Regions from separate parts of the Zea mays genome. Here region 2 is linked to region 1. A link is a contact called in public Hi-C data. All regions are on one chromosome and are shown on one strand. The core of a region is the stretch at or near the end of the contact, and the rest is flanking DNA. Distances in the headings are between cores, read along the strand shown. Region 1 holds the start of LOC103629382 (RING/FYVE/PHD zinc finger superfamily protein). Region 2 holds the start of LOC100277773.

What was found. Hi-C and Micro-C count contacts between places; a contact is called where the count stands out from the background.
Region 2: a contact with region 1 is called in a Hi-C map of leaf, with 3 times the contacts expected there. The contact joins the promoter of LOC100277773 here to the promoter of LOC103629382 in region 1. A contact is called at or near these places in 6 of 25 Hi-C or Micro-C datasets (bundle sheath, leaf, leaf mesophyll and 1 more).

What each region holds. Positions count from the first base shown.
Region 1 is chr6:67,583,258-67,587,953 of Zm-B73-REFERENCE-NAM-5.0, reverse strand. It overlaps LOC103629382 (RING/FYVE/PHD zinc finger superfamily protein), which reads left to right and starts at 1,558. Exons shown (of 13, transcript XM_008650520.4): 1 at 1,558-1,969; 2 at 3,058-3,134; 3 at 3,244-3,788; 4 at 3,998-4,063; 5 at 4,215-4,300; 6 at 4,592-4,696. The coding sequence starts at 3,128.
Region 2 is chr6:67,742,190-67,747,246 of Zm-B73-REFERENCE-NAM-5.0, reverse strand. It overlaps LOC100277773, which reads left to right and starts at 3,440. Exons shown (of 2, transcript NM_001151257.1): 1 at 3,440-3,977. The coding sequence starts at 3,508.

The DNA of each region.
Region 1 (4,696 bases), core at 309-2,808:
TTTGGCTCCAAACCTTGGCTCTTCACGGCCCATACGAAGATTCCCATCCTTATGATTGCTTCGAGAGTAATTTGATGTAGGCAGATTTCAAATATCTTCAAAACTTCAACCACGAAACTGCTTAGAGGAAACCGAAGCCCAGCCTTGAAGAAGCTTCAGAAGATCACGACTTCATTTTCCTTGGGAGTAGGACAAGTTTTCTCTCCTTCGTCAGCCCTCACAATAGACAAATCCCAAAAATATTTACCCCTCATATTGACAAGATGACTTTGTTTAATGGTTGATTTTCCAAAAACTGCATGGCTTGGCCGCCAGGGTCGATCTTCCGAGTCTCCCCCCACTTTCCGCATCAAAACTATCACTATCACCAATATCTTCAGATAAACCTTCCAAAATTTCCCTTGTAATATTTTCTGTATTTGTCTTTGATATTGATTCAAGAAAGCCAAGATTCTTCTCCTCAAGAAGGCTCAGCTTTGTTTTAGCAACAGCTTTCTTATCTTCAGACATCTTCGGAAATGCTAAAAACCGCTTTTGAAGCCGAAGCTTAAAAAACTTACAAATTAAGCAAGTCTTGTTGCGCAAGAGTTAAAAACTGAGTAAGCAAGAGCAGATGGCAAAGAAAACGTACCAAATGACATTGCGGTGTGCTCTTATTTATACGTCTGGTGCATTGAGAATAGGAGGGCCCCGCCTGCCATTGACTGTTGCTATCCTAGCAAGAGGAAGGTGTTTTTTCGGACCTTCGGCTTAGGGTATTTGTCCATATCGCAATCTGAATTTATTATCCTAACAAATTAATATTGCGAGGGGCTACTTGTTGGGGGCCTTCGGCTTCCGAAGGTCCTCAAAAACGTGATTTGACAATATCTCTGTAGTATAATACATGAGCAGGTACCTTCGGACATGGACCCTTCGGACAAGTCAAAATTGCTGTATGAAAAAACACAAAGAGAACGAAGGATGGAATAGAGCCGAAGCTGTGCGCAAGGAAGCTTCGGTATGATGGCAGAAAAGAGGAAAAGACTATTTAGACCCCGATAGATTACTTTAGAGTTATTATCAAAAGCAAAGGGCTTGGATGTAATTTTATATGGGCTGCGACCCGTACCTATAAATAGGTGAACAATACTCCCGTACTGTTCACGCTGACTGAGCATTTGCTTTTGCGTCACACTTGTACTTTTACCTTCTTTCAAGTCAAATATGTATTTGTAATCCGATATCATTTCTATTTTTCCATAGCAATAAAATAGAAATGGGTTGATAATAATACATAACTGTTTATGTTATCTTTTATATTCCATGTAATTCCTTCTTCATTATGATATGTAATGTTTATGAAGGTATGTCATCCATAACTTTTGTCCGGAAATCATTATATCCCAAGTGAAATAATGCTTCGAATGACGAATGACTTTAACGTTTAACATTTTCTATGTTGGCTTGTTCTTAACTTTTAGTATTTGAGAACAAGTCCCAACAGTATAGAGTATAGAAATAGAAATAGAAGAGATAAATAGATTAAAATTAGGCCATAAAACCAAATACCGCTACGACGATAAAAACTTTGCAAATAAATTCGTGATGAAAAAACCGGCCCACCACAAGGCCCGCGCATCCCCTTCCGCTGATTCTCCCCTTCCATCCGCTGCATTCCTCCCACATTCCACCGCACCCACACGTTTCTTTACCCTAACCCCGACAGCCGCCGCCGTTTCTTCATCTTCCTCGCAGCGCCGGCGCTCCATCTTCCGCTCCCTCCCCGACTCGCGATCGGCACGCAGGCGACGTCGGGGCAGTCTCGGACTCGGCGGCGGCGTCAGCGGCTCCCCCTCCCGCCCTCGCCAGTCGCTTCCGGTCCTCCGCACACCAACCGGCGACTCTGCGTGCGCGCCTCCTGCTTCCGGTGGACCGTCGACGGCGCCCGGGCCCCGGTGGCCGGCGGGCAGCGAGAGCCAGCAGCCTGGTAACGACTGAGAGATATAATTTTTGGAACCCTGATAACAACTATGAGATTGCATTTCATGACATTCACATGGAACTAATCCAGCTGTGTATGTATTGATTTTAATAGCACTGAATTTAAATGATTTGTTTTTTGTCTTCTGAATAACATTTTTTGTTATATTGATCATTAAAACTTAAAGGATATACTGTATGATTTTAATAAGTTCAAACTGTAAGCCTGAGAGATGGCCTGGCTTGAATGGGGGGTTGATCATAGAAGTCAGGGCAATAAGTATTCAGGAATTCGGTCATACTTCTGTTTTTTGTTACGAAAAAAGGAGGGGAAAGTCAGTGCCGAATGCATGGTATAAAAGTAAGTTTGATTTTCCACCATAACTGCAGTTGGTGAGTACATAATGAAACCACTGTTGTAGTGTACTAGTGTCACATAGTTCTCTGTACCTTTTTCTGGAAGTAATGTTTGCTATTGATCTAAAATGTAGAATATCTTCAACTATTTTTAGTTGGATAGTATGATTAAAATGAATAGTAAAAATCTGATATATTAATCATGTGTGTATACCAAAACTTGATGCAGGTATTGTGTAGATCTAAATTACATATCATTGTTGAATCTGTGTTGCGTCATACTGGTGTCTGAATTTACCCTTGATTTGTTCTATAGTATAGTTACTACCACCATCCCAAAATGAACATCACTCTACCTTTGTCTTAAGTCAAACTATTTTTAAGTTTTAGCAAACTTATAGAGAAGATTATCAACATTTATGATACCAAATATATACATCATGAGAATATATTTTATGATGAATCCAACGACACTTGTTCAGCAATATGAATAACTTTTATATAAATTGTCCAACCTGAAGTAGTTTGATTTTGGACAAAATTAGGGTGCCATTCTCTTTGGGACTGAGGATGTACTAATATATTGCACTTAATATTCTGTGTATATGTTTACATGCTTGTGTATGGACTGCCAGGTTTTTCTTTTCCTATTTCTGTTATTTCCATGTTATTACTTGTCAGAAACTTTGAACCAAGTATTTCTTATTTACCTGTTGTTTAATGTGTTGAAATTTAAAGGCAGTTTTCCTCATTGGAAAGGAAGGACAATCAGAGCCAAGAGTTTCTTCATAAACCTGAATAAAAGGACATGCGATGTATGTTATCTTCCCTTTTCATCTTATTTGCATCTTAGGTTTTTATATCACTTCACAACCATAATACGTGATGCCGTTAATGCTTATATATATGTTTTCACTTGTTTAGTACGGAATACAGACAGGGCACCGCGTAGCTCAGGTCGTCGCAATAATGTTCTTTCATGGATCTCTGAAGTTAAAGACACATCTAATGTGGGCGTAAGAAAGAAAAGGGGGAGAAGAGCACCTCCATCTGCTAAAAGATTGCGTGATAAAAGGGTGGATAAGGCGATTGAAAGTGATGGTGCTGTTGACAGTGACAGCGATGATACAGATGGACAGGTTGACAAGAATCAGCCTAGTGCACACATTGAGGAACATGTTGATGGGAGAACTGGTGATGACTTAGCAACAGCAGGCCACTCAGGCAATTCTTCCAATGGTCCATCCTCAGCTTCAGAAGAACAGGACCATTCAACAAACTCTAAAGACAAGCTCCAAAAAGCTAGCTCTCAAAACACAAAGAAGGTTTTTGGAAACTCAACAAACGGCAAGCAAGGTGCATCTAATTTGGAACAGGAATGTGCAAATGAAGATGGGTCTCATGTGCTAGTTGCTGCTGTGTACAAGGATATTGATAATGAAAGAAGCTCTCAAAAGATTAGGGATGATGTGAGTTTCTTGCTCTTTGTTCTGGTGTTTTTCGTTTTATTTATGATTACATGTATTGTCTATATGAAGAACGCCAATCTTTATCATTGAGAAGTTAATATGCATCTTTAAGTGATTTGTTTGCATTTTATGCGAACATATGATGCATGGGAAATTGAACCCTCTGTTTGTATTAACCACATAGTTTGTTGTAAATGGTTTATATTCAGCAGGTATCAGATGCACAACTGGATACAGCTTCATCTGATGACAAAAGTTCAGAAGAAGTCGAAGACGTGAGTGAGAACCTTAATTTCTGTTTTTTATTTTATGGTTTCTCGACCTCAATTGGTTGCTTTTTGATTGGGTTGCTTTTTTCTTCTTTGATTGGATATAATCCAGTTAGTTTTGAATTGCTTGGACTGTGTAACCTGTTTCAAAACATAGGTGAAGGTTTGTGACATTTGTGGAGATGTTGGTGAGGAGGAGAAGCTCGCTGTCTGTAGCAGATGCAATGACGGCGCAGAGCACACGTAAGGCGTGTTCGCGCATTACTTTTTTCCTGTGTTAATGTTCAATTGCATTTGATGGTTTGCATACTTTAAAGTTGACCATTTGCTGTTTTATGCTTTTTAATTGCTGGCTGCAAAGCTAATGACACAATTAGCATGTCCGAACACTAATAAGCCTACACATTTATTATCTGTCTATACACCTCATGTCAGGGAGAAAACTACTCATCTGAGCACTTGTTTTCATTATGTCTTCTTAGGTATTGCATGCAGACGCGGTACGATTATGTTTTAATATTTTTTTTGCTTCAGGTATTGCATGCGGGTAATGATGGAAGAGGTTCCAGATAGTGAGTGGTTGTGTGAAGACTGCCAAACTGCTGTAGAATCTGAAAATGAGAATAGACTACAAAAGTC
Region 2 (5,057 bases), core at 2,191-4,690, 160 kb before region 1:
GATAGTCTTATTTTCAAAATTGAGTTTTTTTTCATTTTTTTGGTAGTCTTTTTTTTTATTTGAGTTGTGGTCCCAAATCTGATATAAATGACTGCTTAGCTTAGGTCCCAATAACTCATCTAGAAGGAAAAAAAGGAAAAAAAAAGAGACCGGTGCATGCATGTATATGAAAACATCAAAATACCAAAAACAAGGAGTGTTTGATGATGTAATTAATTAGATTATAAGCTGTCCCGGTTAAACTGAGATAAAGGTCATTGGGCTCTCTCAAAATATCTAGACTGGCCTGGGAGATTTAGGGTCTGTTTGGTTCACTACCTCAAGGTACCACAGGAGCACCCCCCCCCCCCCCGCTCTCTCAAAAAATACCCCAAGGTACCCTAACCCGATCACATGGCGTTGGGTGGGTAATTGAGATAAAGGCCTATATATCTCGCCAGTTTTGGCCGTTTGAAACGGACAAACACGGCCACGTACTAGTAGATGCAGTTGTTATGTTTGTTTACCTGCTGTAGGCTGTAGGAGGGAGAAGGAGGACGGAGCGCGCTCTTGAGCGAGCTGCAGTCCAAGAATTGGTCCGGCCTTCTCCCATTTGGTTGCCTGGTTGGGTGCCCTGCCGCATGACTAGCAGCAAGCAGGCAAGCAGCCATCATCGCGGCCAGGCCAGCATGTAAAAAATGTAGTGCTTGTCCAGCTCAAAAAATGTCCACCTGCCGTCCGGGGAAGGGAAGTGACCGACTGAAAACCGCACACACTGTGCTCGAGTTTCCAACGATAGTGGAAGGAAAAAAAAAACAAAGAGAACTACTCCATTGAACCTTTTTCTGATGTATTTAAGATAAGAAAGAAATACTACAAGCCAGCTGGTATTTCATTGACAGCTGCAAGGGCGCGATTGTTGCAACGCAGATGCTGGCCTGCTAATAAGCTATGGAGATCGAGGGGGTCTCCTCTGTCCTCTCCTCTCCTGGGGAACAGCAACACCAGCTGTCATTGCCAATATAATGGCCAGCATATCATTAGCAGTGCAAATTGCTAAGTACTACGTAAAGCTCTTCCTCTTCTTTACGACTGGCCCTGCCGTCTGTCTGACTGACTGAGAGATGAAGAGGGGGGCCCGGGAGGGAGTCAAAAGGGCCGCCCGGGAAAGAGAAAGCAGCGGGCGTGCCGGCTGCCGGCATCATTGCGCAGCTGCCGGCGGCGCCCTTTTCCCCTTCTCCGCCCTAGTTGGAATCCAAGACGCGCGCGGCGGGGGGCTTCATCTCATGCTCTATGATATAATACAGGTAATTAGTATATTATTGCAGCAGCAATGGTTTGAGGTGGTAGATGATGGATGAGAGGGCGAGTGGCAGCCAGGCAGGCATTTCTAGCTGCCTGGGTGTCCATCTCCTCTCTCTCTCCCCCTTCTTTCTTTCCATCGTCGTCTTTGTGCCGCTCCAGCTCTCCTTGCATATATCACTCACTAGTCACTACTGCTGCTGCTGTTGTGAGTTGCCTCGTTCTCCCAAAGCCGAGAGAGCAGCTGTATATTGCAGGTAGGCCTGAGAGAGAGTAGCATGCATGTGACCATGCTTCTTGGAGCTGCATGGGGGCAAAGCCTCTCACTACCACTACCAGTTAGTACAAGTGTTTACACTCGCATGGCACGGAGAGATCGAGGAACATAACGGAACGGAAACGACCGGGCCGGCCGGCTGTAGTGCCCTGTCGTGTCATCGTCTGCGATTCGTCGTTTTCACGCAAATCCTGGCCTTATCTAACGGTTGCATCTTGTTCACGCCAACGGGCCGCTGAGAGCGCATTGCACGCCTGTGCTGTGTGCCTGTGAGGGCCTGCATCGCCTGGCCTCATGGAAATAGAATGGAAAATGAAATGTCGGTCCGGGTGGTGAAGGGATATGAACAGGGACGGAGGGTGGTAGAAAATTAAGGGAACATATGCATATATATATATATATATATGGTGTATATGAATTAACAAATTTTTCAAAAAAAATCTGAAATAAAAGCATACATTTTTTTCATCCTACTCCAATTATATAAAAATTATCAAATTCAAATTCATTATACTTAACTTTTTTTTTTATAAAATTGGCTAAAATATTCTCTCTTTTTTAATTACAGATAAAGTATAACGAATTTAAACTTAATTTTTTGTAAATAATTGAAGTATGATGAAAACTAATTTGTATGTTTTTTTGCTAAAATTATTATTAATTCATGTGCATCGTCAAAATCTCATGTAAATGAGATATGTTTCTCGGTAGAAAAAACAAACCGATGCGAACAAAGTTTGCGATTCTCAAAGCGCCGATGCGGTCCACCACCACCTCTGCTGCAACGGCTCGGCTGGGGAGCAGAGCACGGCAAGCGAAATGTGAGAGCTAGGGAGTATCCAAAGGCCCACCACCACAGATACACACATGCCAGGAACTGCTTGCTACAGGTCCCCAACCCCACTCGAGGACAGTACGCCCTGCTGTGGTAACAGTACTAAAATTTGCTGTATTTCTCGCAGAATTTGTGATGTTATATGCGTCATGTATGGTACTTAGGGCGGGGTAGAAAGGAAAAGGTTATGACAACAAAACCTTATTCCAAGCGAGGTCGAAAACTACAATACCAACTAAACTTTTAGGGTTAGTTTGGTGGACAGGAAAATAAGGTTTTGTCAAGAAAATCTATCCCTTACCATTTAATTTTGAATAATAAGGGAATCTATCCTCGTAAAATCCCCTTCATTTTTTTCCACCAAAGGGACCGTTATCTTGCCCTGTGGTCACCGTTCTAGAGCGTACAAGAACGCCAAACCTTTTGGGTTATCTCATACGAATGTTTTGTCAAGTATGTGGATTGCTTACTTACTATTTATGCTCGTGACATGCTACATGGCTGGATTCACACAAAAGAACAGCATGGCCTGGATTTCCATATTGACTCGCTTGTGAGCGTCATCCGGAAAGGAACAGATCATTTTTTGTGTGCGCGGGGGGCATCGGGCCAAACCAAAAGCACGGACACCAACCAAAGGCCAACTCATGAACACCAACAACTAGTGTAGTGTGTAGTTGTGTGCACGCTGGCTTGGTCCCCGTAGCAGAGAACCCCACCCCCATAAAAGCTCCTCTCCATTGGCCGAACGCCGAGAGCACCACTCCCTCCCTCCGGCTCCCAACCCCAGCACAGCGCAGCAGCAGTCCTCTCTCCTCTCACTCTACTCCTCCAGCTCCCCACCCCTCTCCCAAAACCTCAGTTCAATCCCAGGTTTCAAATCCGCCACCTTTTGGACACACACCACACTTGCCTACCCCCAGAGCTGAGCTAGCTAGCTGCTCTCTCTCTCTCTTTTCACCTAAGCGAGAACAGAGCCCAAGAGGCCTCAAAAGAACCACTGCACTTCCTCCGCATAGCTCGTCGCCCTCTCTCTCCTATCAGTCCTCCCAGCTCCAGCTACCACAGCAGCCCTCTCGCTTAAAGGAGGAGGGAGAAGAGGGCGGGGCGAGCAATGTCGGAGCAGCAGCAGCCATTGCCGCAGCCTCGGAGCAGCATGCGGGAGGCTCTGGAGAAGGAGGACAAGGAGAAGGCGGCGGCTGCTGCGGCGGCCAAGGAGAAGGCGGCCGTCCCCAAGAACGGCAACGGCAACGGCGGCAAGAATGGCGGCGGCGCCGGCAGCGGCAACGGCGGAGCGCCCCCGCAGTCCGGGGAGGAGACGGCCCGCGAGATCCAGGTGGTCAGGGAGGCGTACCGCCGCGAGACGGCCGCGCCGGCCTACGTCATACCCGAGGAGCCGCCGGCCGTGGTCGAGCTCGTCGGCTGGTACATCTACGGCTTCTGCTCCTACTTCATCACCCACCTGCTGCTGCCGGTCCTCTTCCCGGCCATCATCACGCAGGTCGCCTTCCCCAACTCCGACTTCACGCCCGACCCCAAGTACACCCTCAAGGGCGTCACCTGCTCCGTCCACGAGATGTCCATGTAAGACACGCAGCACACTCCTCCCTCCCCCGCCCTGCTTCCTTAAATCTTGTGGTTTTCCCTTTATTTCACAACCTTTATTTCTCTCTTTTCGCGCCATCCCTTTTTTGAGTTATTTTTTTCTTTTTAGGGGGAGGCTAGACGGTGTTTTTGTTTGTTTCTAGGAGGTTTAGTGATTTGTTTGTGTTGTTTCTTACTGTATTTTTTCGGAGGTTTAGTGATTTGTTTCTTTCTTACTGTATTTTTTCTGTCTCTTTTCCGTTGTCCAAGAACCATGGGTTACTGAACAAGCCAGATGTGTTCTCCAGATTTATTTCTACCTCTTTTTTTTCAAACTTTGAGCTACTGTAGTGAGTTTTCCTTTTATTTTCTTCTTCTCCTGTGTGTAGTGTTTACCCACTTCCCTCTCTTGTCTAAGCGGTAAGAGCTCTAAGCTGGTGTCTTGTTTTGGGGTTTCCCCACCTGATGCCTTCTTAAAAACACATCTTGTTTTGTTTAGCAAACAAGGAAGCATACGTTACACCCTTCACTCCAAGAAAACAAGCTTTTTTTGCTTTTCTCCCAGCTTTGTTTTTGTTGGTCCTATTCATCTTGTGATGTTGAACATGGCTGCTCTTCCATCTTCTGCCGAGGCTATTTACCTACCCCGTGCCCTAAACGTGAAGAAGAAGCTCAATCGAAGAAAAAAGACTAGATTTTTCATGGCTTAGTCGATATATCTTGTATATGCAGAAGAGAAGAAAACCTAAAAGAAAAAAAGGACCCTGATTCCTCAGAGATTCCTTGTTTCCGTGGTGTCAATTATTGGTAGCAGATAAGAGATTCAGGAGCAAAGCTCCAAAAGATGCTACTGTTTCGTCCTATCTAGCTGAGAGTACTAGCAGATTAGCGACGCATATCATACCCACCCATCTCTCTTTTTTTCTGTTATTATTCTTATTTTTCTCTAGACATGGACACATTGGATTTTTTTGTCATTGTCATCAGATGAGGATGGTCACAGTATTTCTTGGGAGGATAAGGTCAAACAAACAGTTCCTAGGGGTGTGTCTGTAAAATTTATTTAAAATCTTTGGCAAC